Regions from separate parts of the Mus musculus genome. Here all the other regions are linked to region 3. Evidence: chromatin contacts called from public HiChIP or PLAC-seq data. All regions are on one chromosome and are shown on one strand. Each heading gives the region's core, a stretch centred on a gene start, on an enhancer-like site or on the middle of the called end of the contact. The rest is flanking DNA. Distances are from core to core; before and after follow the strand shown. Region 1 overlaps Dlgap1 (DLG associated protein 1). Region 2 overlaps Dlgap1 (DLG associated protein 1). Region 3 overlaps Gm26510 (a long non-coding RNA gene).

Region 1 (4,638 bases), core at 343-2,842, 140 kb after region 3:
ATGTGTAGTCACACATTGTTCATACACAGAACAGAAGGACATTATTCTGTAGTGACGACTCATTTCCTGGGAAGGCGCACAAGCACAGATCAGACAATTTTCTTTCTTTCTTTAAAAGATTTATTTAAATTTATGCATATGATTTTTACCTCCCCCCCCGCCCCCCCCCCTGTGTATTCTGTCCACCACATGCATACCTGCTGCCTGTGGACCGGATCCCGTGCAGCTGGTGTCGGGATGGTCAAAAGCCCTCACGTAAGTGCTGGGAATGGAACACAGGTCCTCTGCAAGTGCTCTGGACCTCTGAGCCATCTCTCCAGCTGGCGGATCCCTGTGAGTTTGAGGCCAGCCTGGTCTACATAGCAAGTTCCAGGACAGCCAGGGCTATGTAGAAATCTTGCTGCAGTCTCAAAAAGGTCTGCCTTTAATCCTCAGAACTACCAAACAAACAAACAATTTTAAAAAGAGAAAATACCTAAGTATATATAAGTTCTAAAAAATTAACAAAACCTTGCAAAATCTCTGCCCAACAGAGTCCACATGGAAAAATTACTGCCCTATTTCAAAAATATTTACAGCTTCCCCCTTTTCAGGCCACCCAGAGAGATCCTGGTGGTTGGTGAGGCGCACTCGCTTGCCAGCCCACCTCTGGGAGGTACAGTGCACCCCACAGTAGTTAGTATGCATTCTGGCTCCTGGGAGGTGCCTGTGTGAGAATGACTTCCACTCAAGGCATCCTCCACGGAAAACACTTTTCCCTGTCACTGAATGGGGGGGGGGGGGGAAGCGGCTCTGAGCGAGCCGAGGAGGGAGGGGCCGGCAATAACTCTTGCAGTCATCCACACCCTCGCCAGTTGGTGATTACCAGGATCCCAGACACTTCCTAATGCCAGACAAACGCCCCAAGCCTCGGCATGTCTGGCTTGAAGATCTATTCAACTGATAGCCCCCGCCTTTTCGAGGGAGAGCCCCATTGCCCGGGCTAATCAAACAAAACATTGTTCTCAGAGGCAGGAAGAAAGGAAAGGCTTGTCTCTTGGACGCAATGTTTGGGATTCATATCTATATATAAAAACATAATACATATATATTCCCAACTAAAAGGTTGCTACAAAACTTGGAATTCCGGAGGCGTGGCTGGTTTGCACAGAGCGTGCACTGTATAGAAATCCCGGGAGGGGAGGAATCTGAAAGCTAAGTGCCATTAAAAGAAGGGGGTGGGGTGGGGGGAAGCCCCAGGCACTTGATGCCTGTAAAGGATGTAAGTCACAGCCACTCTATTAGACCTGCAACCAAACTAGACTCAGATCCGTCGCAGCTGCCCTCCAAATGTCAGCGTCAGTGTTGGGCAAAGCTTGAAACCCCACCAGGCTTCAGGAGAGCCATTCTCACCCACATTTTCCCCCGAGCACTCTTAGGAACCTGGCAACAGGTAACGTGGCAACCTTTGACTTCTAAAAGGCGAGTGGGATAATTTCAGGGAACAAACGGATTGTTTTTGAGCCAGCTGCATCTCGCCTAACTGCCCCCGCACCCAACCTCCTCCCTCCCAAGACAAAGTCTGGGAAAACAAACTTAAGTGCTGCAGGCTGTCCTGCTCTCTCGCACGCCCTGGTGGCCAACATCGGAACAACATGCACGTGTTCGGAACTCCGCGGCAGTTCCCGCTGGTAAGTTTTGTGGAAGTGTGCCGACCTGTCTCTGGTGCAGAGATGGAATCCATTCAAAATGTCCCCATTTTTGTTGTTGTTTTCGAGATATGGTAGATATTTAGCCTTGGCTGTCCTGGAACTCACTATGTAGACTAGGCTGCTTCTGTCTCCTGAGTGCGGAAATTAAAGGTAAACGCTAGCAGATCTACCTGTAGAGAGTCTTCACTTTTATTTAAGCACATTGACAATTATCCACGGAATGAAACCTCTGGACTCAGACGCCCCCCTCCTCCCCAGAATCAGTGAGGGAGAATACTGGGAACAGGGTCTGGTAAACATTGCAGGAGGCTCGGGCCTGTGATTTCTTCCTTTTGAGGCCGATGTGGGAAGACCAGGGTTCAAGACCAGCCTGGACTCCTTACTCAGGCTTTGTCTTGAAAAAGCATCAACAAAACGTGATTCCTGCTGTAATTACTCCCATTTTCCCTGTTTGTCTCGTATATTCCACATACAGACACCTTTTGGGTTTTGAAGCTTTCCCAGTCAGCCCTGCTGGGTTCCTGTGTTATAAGGATTACTGAAGATTTCCACACTGCCAGATCAGCTTCCCAGACTGCAGCTACACCCAGTAAAATGCCAGCGGCTGTGTTTTTAGGCTGTCTGATCCTCTTAGACACTGCCCTACCCCCTTTCCAATGTTGGGCAGAAATGGAGGCCCAGTCCCGAGTCGCTGTTAGCCCACAGGACCCAGCGCTTCCTGGCTCTGCATCTGGAAACGGTACACGGAAGCTTGAGAGGTTCAGATCAAAGTACCTGGTCCTCTCAGAAACTTTCATTAATTAACTAAATTAGAGGACACTGAAGAATGCTGGAGGTGTCTCTTCAGAAGGCGCGGGGTCCAGGGGTTAAGGTCTGAGCCCTGTAGTATAGACCTCCACGAAGCTTGACAATCAAATAATACTATAAGCCAAAACCAGCCCATGCCTGAAACCATGAGATGTTAGAGTTGTTTTTGCCCACATCGTGTAAGGGCAAAGGTTAAGGCCGGGGGGTCTGAGTAAGCTTGGTAGGGCCGCTGGCCTGTGTGAACCACACAGCCTTTCTAGAGCCAGGGAACCGTGTGTTGAAATCGGGAGGGACATTTCGGTCTTCAGGGTTACTAATTTCCCAGGCAGCGGGTGTTGTTCCCAGATGGGAATACGATCTCTTTAGCACTTCATCTCCCGGCTTTGCCAACAGGTGCTATTGAGTCAACTGTGCACACAGACGGCCGTCCTGGCACATTCATCACCAGGAAGATGTCATTGCCATTTGTTCCATGACTTTCTGGATTTTTTTCTACCCCTGACTCAGACACAGTCACTTCCTCTTACGCTTAGGGAATTGTTTTGTTTTTTTCTTTTTTCTTTTTTTCTTTTTCAGCATTTGTAATTGTGTGTTTTTCAAAATATGTCCCCGTCTGGCCTACAGGCCTTCCTGAGTTGAATGGACTGTTTACAGAAGAGAGAGATTCAGGGCCCAAGGTCAGGGTTACAGAATTATATAAGGCTTCCTGTTTGGGCAGCTGGTCTACCAAGCCCTCAGGGCAGACTGAGTTTTGACAAAAGCCGGCTGCCCGTTGGGTGTGGTGGCACATACCTGTAGCTCAGGAATATCAGAAGTTCAAGTGTTTGGTTTTGAACCCCTGGACAAGCAACTGAGGTGTATATATATCAAAGCAGACCTGGCCTCCAGGTTCTCCCAGCATCCCTCACTCCCTACCTGGCATACCCTGCTCCCATCATTGAATTTTCCAGTCCAGGGCTGGGCTGCCATTCCCTTAGTGGCTCCTTCCTATCTAATCCTGACGTTTGGGTCTCTCTCTTTCCTCTCCTTTTCCCTCTTTGTATGAGGACTCTTTCTCCCCTCCCCGTCTCCCCCCACCTCCAGAGCAGCTTCCCAAGAAACCGGCCTTTAATCTAATCTGATCTGTCTTGAATTGACTCATTTTTGAACACGCACAGACTTTTCTTTGCTATTCTCTATATACAGACAGTATAACAAGTATTTGCTTGGTGTATGTCCACATAATTCCTACCATGCAGGAGGCTGAGGCAGGGGAGATTGCAAATGGAAAGCCAGCCTGTGCTACAAGTTGAATATTTGTCTCAGAAAACTAACATTGGGTTGGTGAATACTTGTAAGCCCAGAACTTGGGAGGCTGAGGCAGGAGGATCTCTATGAGTTTGAGGTTTTTGCAGTCTATATAGCAAGTTCCAGGCCATCCCGAGTGAGGCTTATGGGTCTATATCAGTATTAGAGTATATATATACATACATACATACATATATATATATATATATATATATATATATATGTCTATTTCAGTAGTAGAGTGCTTAGCTGGTATTGGGCAGGTCCTGGGTTTGCTCTCTAGAACCACAAAATAAAAAAAAACAATATTTATAAAGCATTTGCAGTTAGAAAGAAATTGAATTTCTGTAAGAAGTAATCTCAAAATGGCTTATATTGCCGGATGTGCAACAGGCTACATGCAAATACTATACAAGAGACAGTAGCTGAATGTTCTAGTACACTAGGACACAGCACATGAGGGTGTTCTACAGTCAATGCTCCAAAGCTACCAAAGCTACTACATAGGCAGTTGTGGCCAGTTCTGTTGGCACTCGTCAAGTGCTGGCTAAGTTCAGCTACGACTAGTCAGCTTTTGCCACAGAGCTAGTACGTCGAACGCCAGTGTTGAGATGCTTGGATAGTCATCCATGCCTGAGGCCTGGGATTCTATTCTCATCAACATGAGGAACGTATCTCTACTCCTGTGCCTTATCCAGCTAACATCCTCCCTTGTCTGCCTGGTGGTGCACTCAGGTCCGATGAGATTGCTGCTGAGGGCCCGGGATACCAAACCTCCCTTATCTGTGACTGCTTTGCTTCCCACGAGTTCTTTCCACTCATCATTACTGGGTTTTTGTCTCCCACGGCCTAG
Region 2 (4,389 bases), core at 1,361-3,860, 150 kb after region 3:
GAACTTTCTTCATTGGAAAACCAAAATTGTGTATCTATTAACACGACTTAGGCTTAGGATGTAGCTCAGTAGTAGAGTCAGTCTGTGAGGCCTTGGATTCAGTCCCCAGCATAAATCAACAGGTAGATGAACCTTTCCTCATTTTTCTTCTCTTCAGTCCCTGACAATGACTATTCTCCTCTGGTCTATGCATTTGGTTACTCTAGGTTCTTCACATACACAGAATCATATCGTGTTGATACAGGGGAAATTGGGGACCCCACTTGGGGGTTCTTAGTCTCATTAATAAAAGAATTTAAGAATGGATTCAGCCAGGCGGTGGTCGCGCACGCCTTTAATCCCAGCACTTGGGAGGCTAAGGCAGGCAGATTTCTGAGTTCGAGGCCAGCTTGGTCTACAGAGTGAGTTCCAGGACAGCCAGGGCTATACAGAGAAACCCTGTCTCGACAAAAACAAAAACAAAAACAAAAACAAAAACAAAAAAACCCAAAAAGCAAAGAGAGAGAGAGAGAGAGAGAAGAGGTAGAATTTCCCAAATAATTCAGAAGGGTTACAAGCTATAAGCCTGAGATGCTGCAGCCCTGTGGCCAGCAAGCTACTGCCCTAGGGGTGGGGACTCTGGAGAGAAAAGCACAGCATCTTATTAAAGGACTAATTATTCGACCTCTCTCTCTAGCGTGGTTTAAGGTGAGGCTGCTTTCCTAGGGATGCTCCTTTGGCCCAGTGAAGGATCTGGCCCAGTTGGAAGGTTGGATTATTACGCAGTCTATAGATTCTATTCCCTTTACAAAGATTTTTTTTTTTTTTTTTTTTTTTTACTGTAACATTATCTGTCCCCTTCTGTGACTGGATTACTTTAGTTACACCCACTTGTCCATCTATCCATCCATCCATCTGTATATCTATATACATACACAAGTACACATGTGCACAAATATAGGCTAATAATAAATACACATCATATCTACAGATTCATCGATATAAATTAAGTATGTTTATATATGGTCAGGCAGAAGGGATACATTCACTCTCGACTTTTCCCTCTCCCTGTTGCCTGCAGCAACCCTTCCCTGGCTGGTTGGAAATATTACACACCCACTTTTTCTTTTAAAGAATTATTTATTTATTTTATGTATATGAGTACACTGTCGCTGTCCTCAGACACCCCAGAAGAGGGCATTGGATCCCATGACAGATGGTTGTGAGCCATCGTGTGGTTTCTGGGAATTGAACTCAGGACCTCTGGAAGAGCAGTCAGTGCTGCTCTTAACCGCTGAGCCATCTCTCCAGCCCACACACTCACTTCCAGCACACACATGAGGTCATTCCTCCAGCCCAGCTTGAATCACACAGACACTGATTAGAATGTTGGCACTAACTAGCTGCATCAAGTCAGCTGGGTAATCAGAGGCGCATGGGCTCTCAACTGCCCGATGTCAGTGTTGAAGGTGCTGCCCTGATGGAATCTTGAGGTTTAAACAAAGACCGTGTACAGGAAAGGCTAACACCACATAAGAAGCCACAGTTACGAGTCTTCTTGTTTATATCTGCTGACATCAGTCCTTATTTCCCAAGCTTTGTTTGCATTCATGATCCCTATAGATGCATACTTTCATATACATAAGGAACCTCTCTCTCTCTCTCTTCCCCTCCCTTTATCTTTTCTGTGATGCTGAGCTCCGAAAACCTTGCACATGCTGGGCAAATGCTCTACTACGGAGGAGTCACACCTCCCAACCCTAGAGACTCTTCTGTTCACACATCCATGAAGAAACTCAGTATTTTTTTGTTTTGTTTTTGTTTTTTTGAGACAGGGTTTCTCTTTGTAGCCCTGGCTGTCCTGGAACTCACTCTGTAGACCAGGCTGGCCTTGCCTGCCTCTGCTGGGAGCGCCACCACGCCCGGCGAAGAAACTCAGTATTAGCAGCACCTAAAATACATCAGGGCTGGCAATGCAGTCTATATGCTTGCTTAGCATGCGAAAGGCCCCGGTCTCCATTCTATCACGTGAAGAAAAATAGGGTTGAGGTGGCTTCCACCTTCTGCAGCTTTCTCAGTAAGGTGGGGTGGCGCTGGACCCGACTGAGTGATGGATGGGTCTCCTCACTGCTTCCAATCCTCTGACGACCCTTGGGTGGTACCTTTCCTCTCTCCACCCCAGCTGGGCCTCCACATCACCCTGACAGCTGCTGCTGCCACATTCCAGGGCTCCAGCAGCGGAAGTAAGGCAGGCTGAGCAGTCTTTCTGGGTGAGTGACAGGGTTTGAAATGAGATTAACCGAATGCCAGGGTTGGGGAAAACAGCTTTTCCCTGAGTCACCTCTGTCCCACCTTCCTCATGACACACAACTGTTGGTCTGAGTGGTAGGGCGTCAGCTTTGGGCCGCGAGACAGTGGGCTCTTGTGCTATGCGAGCCAGCCTATACCGGCTGTGAGTCCTTGACTCGGGGTGGGGATGGGGGGTGGGGGGTGGTTCAGCCTGGCATGTGTATCTTTATACGAGTCACTCGGCTTCTCTGCCCCCTAGTGGCGGACGAGGGTCACTCCAGCTTCCCTGTTGCTGTTGCAGGGTTTTTCCTCAACCACCACGTGACAAGGACAGCATTCCAGGAAACCGGAAGGGCTGGGCTGGCCTCTGGGATTTCAAAGTTGACTGCTCTGCCCACCTGGCAGGTTCTATCCTGCTGCGTCATATTTCCTGAGCTATAAGGCCATTTTTGCAGGATACTCACCATCCACCTCTCACGGGCTACCTCCTCTGTTCTACAAGCCCATCCATTTTTCCCTGAAGAACTTTTACGCCTTAGGCGTCATCTCATCCACAGTTAGAGATCAGAGGGGACTAACAGGTATAAAGGAGTTTTCCTGCACGTTTCCGATTCCTCTAACTCAGTGGTTCCCAACATGTGTGTCGAGATCCCTTTGGGGTTAGAATAAGAAGTAGGAAAACAGATGTTTACATCATGATTCATCACAGTAGCAAATTCACAGTTACAAAGTAGCAACAGAAATAATCTTTGGGTTGGGAGCCACAGCAACACGAGGAACTGTTTTAAAGGGTGGACGCTTTACGAAGATTGAGGGTCACTACCTTAACTAGAGGGAGAGATGGGTCACCTCACCCCAGGTTACCTCAGGAGAAAAAGAATTCAACTACTAAGAAACATAAATTCCCTCCCACACATGTAGCTTTCCCCGCACCCCGTGCCCCCTTCCTGTTCTAAAAGCCAAAACAAATGGTCCTCGGGGATGCTCACAGAAGGAAACTCCACCTACCACTCACAGCACAAAAGGGAAAACCAGCCAGGAGCCTCTGGCTGTGAAGTGTGGGCAAAGCGCCTCTGCTCCCCCTGCTGAGACCATGAGGTAATGTCTGTGGGAAGTCCCAGTTCTCATCCCTGTCTCCCGAGCAGAGAGCTCCATACCCTGCTGCTTAGTTGTACAGCACCCCATTATCACATGCTCATCCAATTTATGACTACTAACGTCTCTTCAGGCTGGGCATCATAGCTCCTGCCTGTAATATCACCATTTAAGAAGCTGAGCAGGAGGATCAAAATAAGTTCATGGTTATATAGTGTGTTCTGAGCCTGTCTGTTCTCTCTCTCTCTAATATACATATATATGTATATATATAAACACACATATGTATAAACATATATTGTACAAGGAGCTACCATGCTCCACCAATTTGCTCTTGTGCAGCTGAGTGGCGTTTTCTTTTGCAGTGTCTACCATTGGTTGGTGGGTATGTGCTTGTGAGTGTGTTGGGTGGAGTGGCTGGGGAATGGTGGAAAGAAGTGGTGTTCCAGCTGAGGCACTTGGCCCAGGTGACGCTCACTGCTTCCTGTGCGCCAGCTTCTTCAGGACAGCGACCTTCAACGATCTGCTCTCTGCTCCACGGAGAAGCAAAGCCTCCAAGTCAGTCATTGCCGACAGAGACAAACTGTGTTCCAGGCGATTAGGTTTGGTTAAGCCTTCGCAGTAGAAAGTGTCTGGCTTTAAGCTCGTTATGGTAGAGGCTTCTAATATTTATTAGGGACACTAGGTAGGTTTGCATTGGGATAGAACAGTGGTTCTCAACCTGCTTAATGCTTAATTAAACCTTTAATACCGTTTCTCAAGTTGCAGTGACTCCCAACTATAAAATTATTTTGTTGCAACTTCACAACTGTAGTCTTGCTATTGTTATGGTGCACAATGTAAATAAACATCTGATATGTGACCTCTGTGAGGGTCACAACCAAAGGACCACTGGCAGAGAGAGTGCTATAGGGAGATGTTCATTTTTAGGTCATGGAGGTGTTTGTATGACTTGGCAATTGATACACACACACATACACACACACACACACACACACACACACACATATACACATATACATACAC
Region 3 (4,754 bases), core at 1,799-4,298:
GCTCAGCTGCTAGCATGTGTGCCCAGTGTGCAGTGAGGTCTGTGTTCAGTCCCCAGCACTGAATAAAATGTTTTGGTACTCAGCACATGGACTCTCAGCACTCAGGAGTTAGAGACAGGAAGATCTCTGGAGTTCAAGGTATTGACTGCATAGTGAATTTGAGACTATCTTGGTTTACATGTGCACCTTTCTCAAAAAAGTAAAATTATAGATAATAACTTGCAAATTCTCCGTGGAAGGAGGTTACGGAGAAGAAAAGGGGAGGCTCAAAAGAGAGTCTTTCATTACCTTTGATTGCCCCTGGGCCCTTGAGTTGGCTATTTATTGTTATTTAACAGTCCTAGAGCTTGGTAGCCAAAAGCAACACCCGTTTTATTATCTTCAATGATTGTATATGTTTATTGGGTGTGTTGGGCCAATTCTTAGCCGCCTGTGATGTGGGCTGTAGCTGCGTTCATCTGGGCATTTGGCTAGGCGGGGCCGTTTCAGTGGCTCCTTCCCAGGGCTGCCAGGGACACCGGCTGGCAGCTGGCAGCTCAGCGGGGCTGTTGGCTGGGCATGTGCTTGGCCTGTCCGTGTGTGGCTTGTGCTTTTCACAGCATGGCAGCTGGGTTCCCAAAGTCCCAGAGGAGTAAGCAGAGACTGCCAGACCTCTCACAAGCTGGGTTTGTAGAGTTGGGGCCTTCCTAGGAAGGCTCATCTCTATGGTCCTGAATTCACTCTGATATCTTTCATCATCGCATTCACTTTGGCCTGGCTTACTTTCCTGGCTTTGCTATACTCTTGCCCTTTCATTGGCTTGGGTTTTAGTTTGATTGGTTGTTTTTGGTTTTGTTTCTGTGTCTTTTATTAGTGGAACCTGGAAGGAAGGGACTCATGTTAATGGTGTTATTTTGGAAGGCTATGGAGTCTTTAGGAGGAAGTTGATCACTAAGGGTGGACCTGAGGTTTTATGGTTCTGCCCATGTTCTATTCCCTCTCTGATTTCTGACACAACATGACTCCAGCCACGATGCCTGGCCCGCCATGATACCTGGAGCCATTGGTAAAACATAAGCCAAAATAAACCCTTCTATCCTTAAGTTATTTTCTGTCAAGCCAGGTATGGTAGTGTACACATCTCTATTCGCAGTACTAAGGGGAAGGTAGATCTTCATGAGTTTGATTGAGGCCAGCCAGCCATTTAGGCTTTTGGGGAGGATGGCCAATGAGAGCAGAGAGGACAGGCCCCACAATCCACTTCAGCGGGACTCCATTAATTTAATCTCCTAAAGATCCTGGAGCACCAACTGCTCCCCACATAAAACTGCCATCTTCATCCAGGTACAAAGCCTTTGCCTTTTGTTGCCCTGTTCTGGGACCTTTAGCACAGTAAGGTAGTTTCATACCAGGAAATATATTTTTTTTAATGTATATGAGCACACTGTCGCTGTCTCCAGACACACCAGAAGAGGGCATCAGATCCCATTACAGATGGTTGTGAGCCACCATGTGGTTGCTGGGAATTGAACACAGGACCTCTGGAAGAGCAGCGAGTGCTCTTAACCGCTGAGCCATCTCTCCAACTTTTCATTTATTTATTTTTAAAGACAGGGCCTCACTGTATAGCCCTGGCTCCCCTGGAACTAGGATGTAGACCAGGCAGGCCTCAAACTCACAGCAATCCACCTGCCTCTGTGTCAGGAGTGCTGGGATCAAAGCCATGTTTTTCTCCTTTTTTTTTTTTTTTTCAGTGAGGGTTCAAGTTCATGGTTGCTGCCACCAGTTGCAGGAATTTTCCCACCTCACTTAATCTTAAAACTCTTTCTCTCTCTCTAGGTCAGACTTCCTCATCCTCTCCATCACTGATGGTCGCTCCTGTCCAAAATCTCCTCCTGGATCCGCAAAGTCAGTTTCCTTTCTTTCAACCTTTATGCGATGGGGCTTGAGAGAAGCTGTCAGTGAGAGACGTCTCTGCAGGCCACAAGATACTCTTGTAGACCTAAGTTCAGTTCCCAGCCAGCCCATAGCTGGGTTGCTCTTAGCTGTTTATACAATAACCTAATAACTCCAGCTCCAGGGAGATCTGACCCCTCTGGGCTCCATGAGAACCACACACACGTGTGCATTACACACACACACACACACACACACACACACACTCACACACACAATTAAAAATAAATTTTTTCTTGGAGCTGAGCATGGGATGGGAAACTCAGAACTCAGTTAAGACCTTCACAGTGTGCTTAACCAAACAAAGGCTTTAGTCACGGGTGCATTCAGGTGCTTAAATGATGTCATCAAGATTGTGTTTCCCACTCTTCCTCTCGGGTTTATTTGTCTCTGTTTCTCTTTGCCTGTGGCCTCATTCTCTTCTGATCCAAATACACAGCTCATATGTTACCGGGAAGAAGGCTTCTACCTGCCCCAGTCATAAATAGCCTATGACTCAAGCTTCGAGAGGGAGACCCTCCCCAGATTTCCCAGAAGATCTCTTGGGTGCAGTTGTACTTGCCTGGGGCAGTGCCCAGTTGCACTGTGTAAACGTGGCTGGGTTGGCATGATTGGTTGGGGCAGATGGATTATGTATCTGCCTTGGTAGCGGGTCCCGTGGCGATCCTTTGGGATCTGGGAAGACAAATTCTCTAGGGTAAAAGAAGGATGTTTTGTTGAGGAGGCAAAGCCACAACTGTCCCACCCCTCACACTCTTTGGTATGGAAATGTGTCCTGGCCGGATCCTTGCTCCTTTGGCTCTTACTGCCTGTGGCTGAAGGCTAGCTGAAGGACTTTTACTCTCAAGTATCTGTCAGGACAAGCATCCTATAAGAGATGTGGGGGTCCCGTGGCTTGGCTTTTCCTGTCTATTTTTTTTCCCTCCTCTCTTAGTAATTCCGGGGAAAGGAGCAACAGCTGTGAGTTACTTTGTGAACGCCTTTCCCTTTGTTTTTGCTTTGCTTGCTGGTGAGCCATGGTGGGAACTGAAAAGCGAGAGAGGGTGGAGAAGATCTGGAGGGGTGAACTAAAGGGAAAATGACCTCATAAATCCCAGGCTCTCCAGATGAAATTATGGCTGCCATGGTGATTTTACACTCAAGGGCTCGGTGAGTTGCAACAACAGGGCAGCCTTATGCGTAAAAGCGCTCAGTCAACTGGGTACCAGAGTCAAAGGAACGGATTGCTTTGAAGTTTTCATAGGAAGCCATACACAGTGATTGAGGGCCAGGAGGCTGCCCGGCACAGAGCTGTGCACCAGGCACAATCAGGAGCACTTCCAGCAGACAGCCTGAGGGTCAGCTTAAAATCTCCTTCTGTGTCGCTTCAATCTTTTATTTCTTCTGTACAGCCCATCCTTTATGGTAAGTGGTGATTTTTTTTTCCTCAAGGTCCTACTTTTTGTATTTCCTTTTGGAAAAGACAGGTCTGGGGATGTGGCCCAGTTGGTGGACTATGTACATGAAGTCCCGGGTTCCATCCCCAGCATTGCGTGAGCCTTTCAAGATGGACTGTGCCTGTGATCCAAGAAGTAAAAGGAGGCAGGCGGCTCAGAAGTTCAAGGAGGGGCTAGAAAGAGCCTCAGCAGTTGGGAGCAAGTACTGCTCTTGCCGAGGACCCACACCAGGTGGCTCAAACCTTCTGTGACTCTAGCTCCAGACAGTCTGGCTTCCTCAGCTACCAGGACTCACATGCACACAGACACACAGACAGAATTAAAATAAAATAAATATCTTTTAGATATTTTTTAAGTTTAAGGCAAGCCTGCCTGAGACTCGTGGTCTAAAAATAAAATAAAAACCAAGTACTAATAGGTTACATATACTTACTATCTTGAATCTTTTCTAAAACCCGTAGGGAAGTATGATTATCTTTAAGAGCACTGGCTACTCTTCCAGAGGACCTAGATTCAAGTCCCAGCACCCATATGGCAGCTCTCAGCAGTCTATAACTCCCCATTCCAGCAAGGAGATTCAAAGGCATTAAAGACCAGAGAAGAGCGCAGGAAAGACTGGCATTTGTCAGAGAGGCACCTGAACTTACTTAATGCAGGATTTCTTTCTTTCTTTTTTTTTCTTTCTTTCCTTTTTTGGTTTTTCAAGACAGGGTTTCTCTGTGTAGCCCTGGCTGTCCTAGAACTCACTCTGTAGACCTGGTGGCTGGCCTCAAACTCAGAAATCCGCCTGCCTCTGCCTCCCGAGTGCTGGGATTAAAGGCGTGCGCCACCACACCCGGCTTAATGCAGGATTTCTTACCACAGCACAGGTACGGGAAATGACCAGTGTGCGTGTCCACAGGTGAATGGATGAAAGTGTGCCATCCACACGGGGAAGTGCGGTGACAGAAGCCAGGGTCAGGAGTGCTGTATGACCTCATTTATATGTGCACAGTGGCTGAGTGGGACTCCTAACTGGGAATAGAAAGGTGGTTTCCAGACAGTGGAGTTTGGGAAAGTGGAGTGATATTGTTCAAGAAGTACCATTTTGGTTACCGAATGAGTAGATTCTGGGGGTCTAACACGCAGCATCAGGACTAACACACCAGGAACGCTGCTGTCTACCTCAAGGGCTCTCAAGTAGTACATCTTTTTAATAAACATTATTTAATTTTAAAATAATTATTTTGTTTGTGTGTAATTCCCCCCCCCCCCCAGAAAAGGATATCTGATCCCTGGAACTAGAGTTACAGGTGATTATTAGCCACCAAAAATGGGCGCGCTGAAAACACAGCTTGAGTCCTCTGACAGAGCAGCAAGCACCCTCAGCCGCTGAGCAGTGCC

What was found. HiChIP or PLAC-seq counts read pairs in DNA pulled down with a chosen protein or histone mark.
Region 1: an H3K27ac HiChIP or PLAC-seq map of embryonic stem cells shows a contact between it and region 3, with 18 read pairs. The contact joins two enhancer-like sites. A contact is called at or near these places in 1 of 15 datasets of contacts at CTCF or cohesin (the NIH/3T3 cell line), 2 of 484 Hi-C or Micro-C datasets (muscle stem cells and nephron progenitors), 20 of 115 datasets of contacts at active chromatin or transcription factors (CD8 T cells, bone marrow-derived macrophages, cardiomyocytes and 7 more) and 1 of 9 other capture datasets (embryonic stem cells).
Region 2: a contact with region 3 is called in an H3K27ac HiChIP or PLAC-seq map of embryonic stem cells, with 18 read pairs. The contact joins two enhancer-like sites. A contact is called at or near these places in 3 of 484 Hi-C or Micro-C datasets (embryonic stem cells and muscle stem cells), 13 of 115 datasets of contacts at active chromatin or transcription factors (CD8 T cells, bone marrow-derived macrophages, differentiating embryonic stem cells and 4 more) and 1 of 9 other capture datasets (embryonic stem cells).

The regions. Positions count from the first base shown.
Region 1 is chr17:70,752,100-70,756,737 of GRCm38.p6, reverse strand. The region is part of intron 6 of Dlgap1 (DLG associated protein 1); the gene reads right to left. Among named protein-coding and RNA genes, the nearest start is that of Gm36746, 37 kb to the right of the region's middle. Within about 2 kb of position 1,592, at least 194 of the 459 cell types and tissues checked have an H3K27ac peak or open chromatin away from gene starts, as enhancers often do. A contact at or near this core is called in differentiating embryonic stem cells, embryonic stem cells and muscle stem cells, where this site is marked.
Region 2 is chr17:70,736,547-70,740,935 of GRCm38.p6, reverse strand. All of the region lies in intron 6 of Dlgap1 (DLG associated protein 1), which reads right to left. Among named protein-coding and RNA genes, the nearest start is that of Gm36746, 21 kb to the right of the region's middle. Within about 2 kb of position 2,610, at least 213 of the 459 cell types and tissues checked have an H3K27ac peak or open chromatin away from gene starts, as enhancers often do. A contact at or near this core is called in differentiating embryonic stem cells, embryonic stem cells and muscle stem cells, where this site is marked.
Region 3 is chr17:70,890,860-70,895,613 of GRCm38.p6, reverse strand. All of the region lies in intron 1 of Gm26510 (a long non-coding RNA gene), which reads left to right. Among named protein-coding and RNA genes, the nearest start is that of Gm52315, 19 kb to the left of the region's middle. Within about 2 kb of position 3,048, at least 37 of the 459 cell types and tissues checked have an H3K27ac peak or open chromatin away from gene starts, as enhancers often do. A contact at or near this core is called in differentiating embryonic stem cells, embryonic stem cells and muscle stem cells, where this site is marked.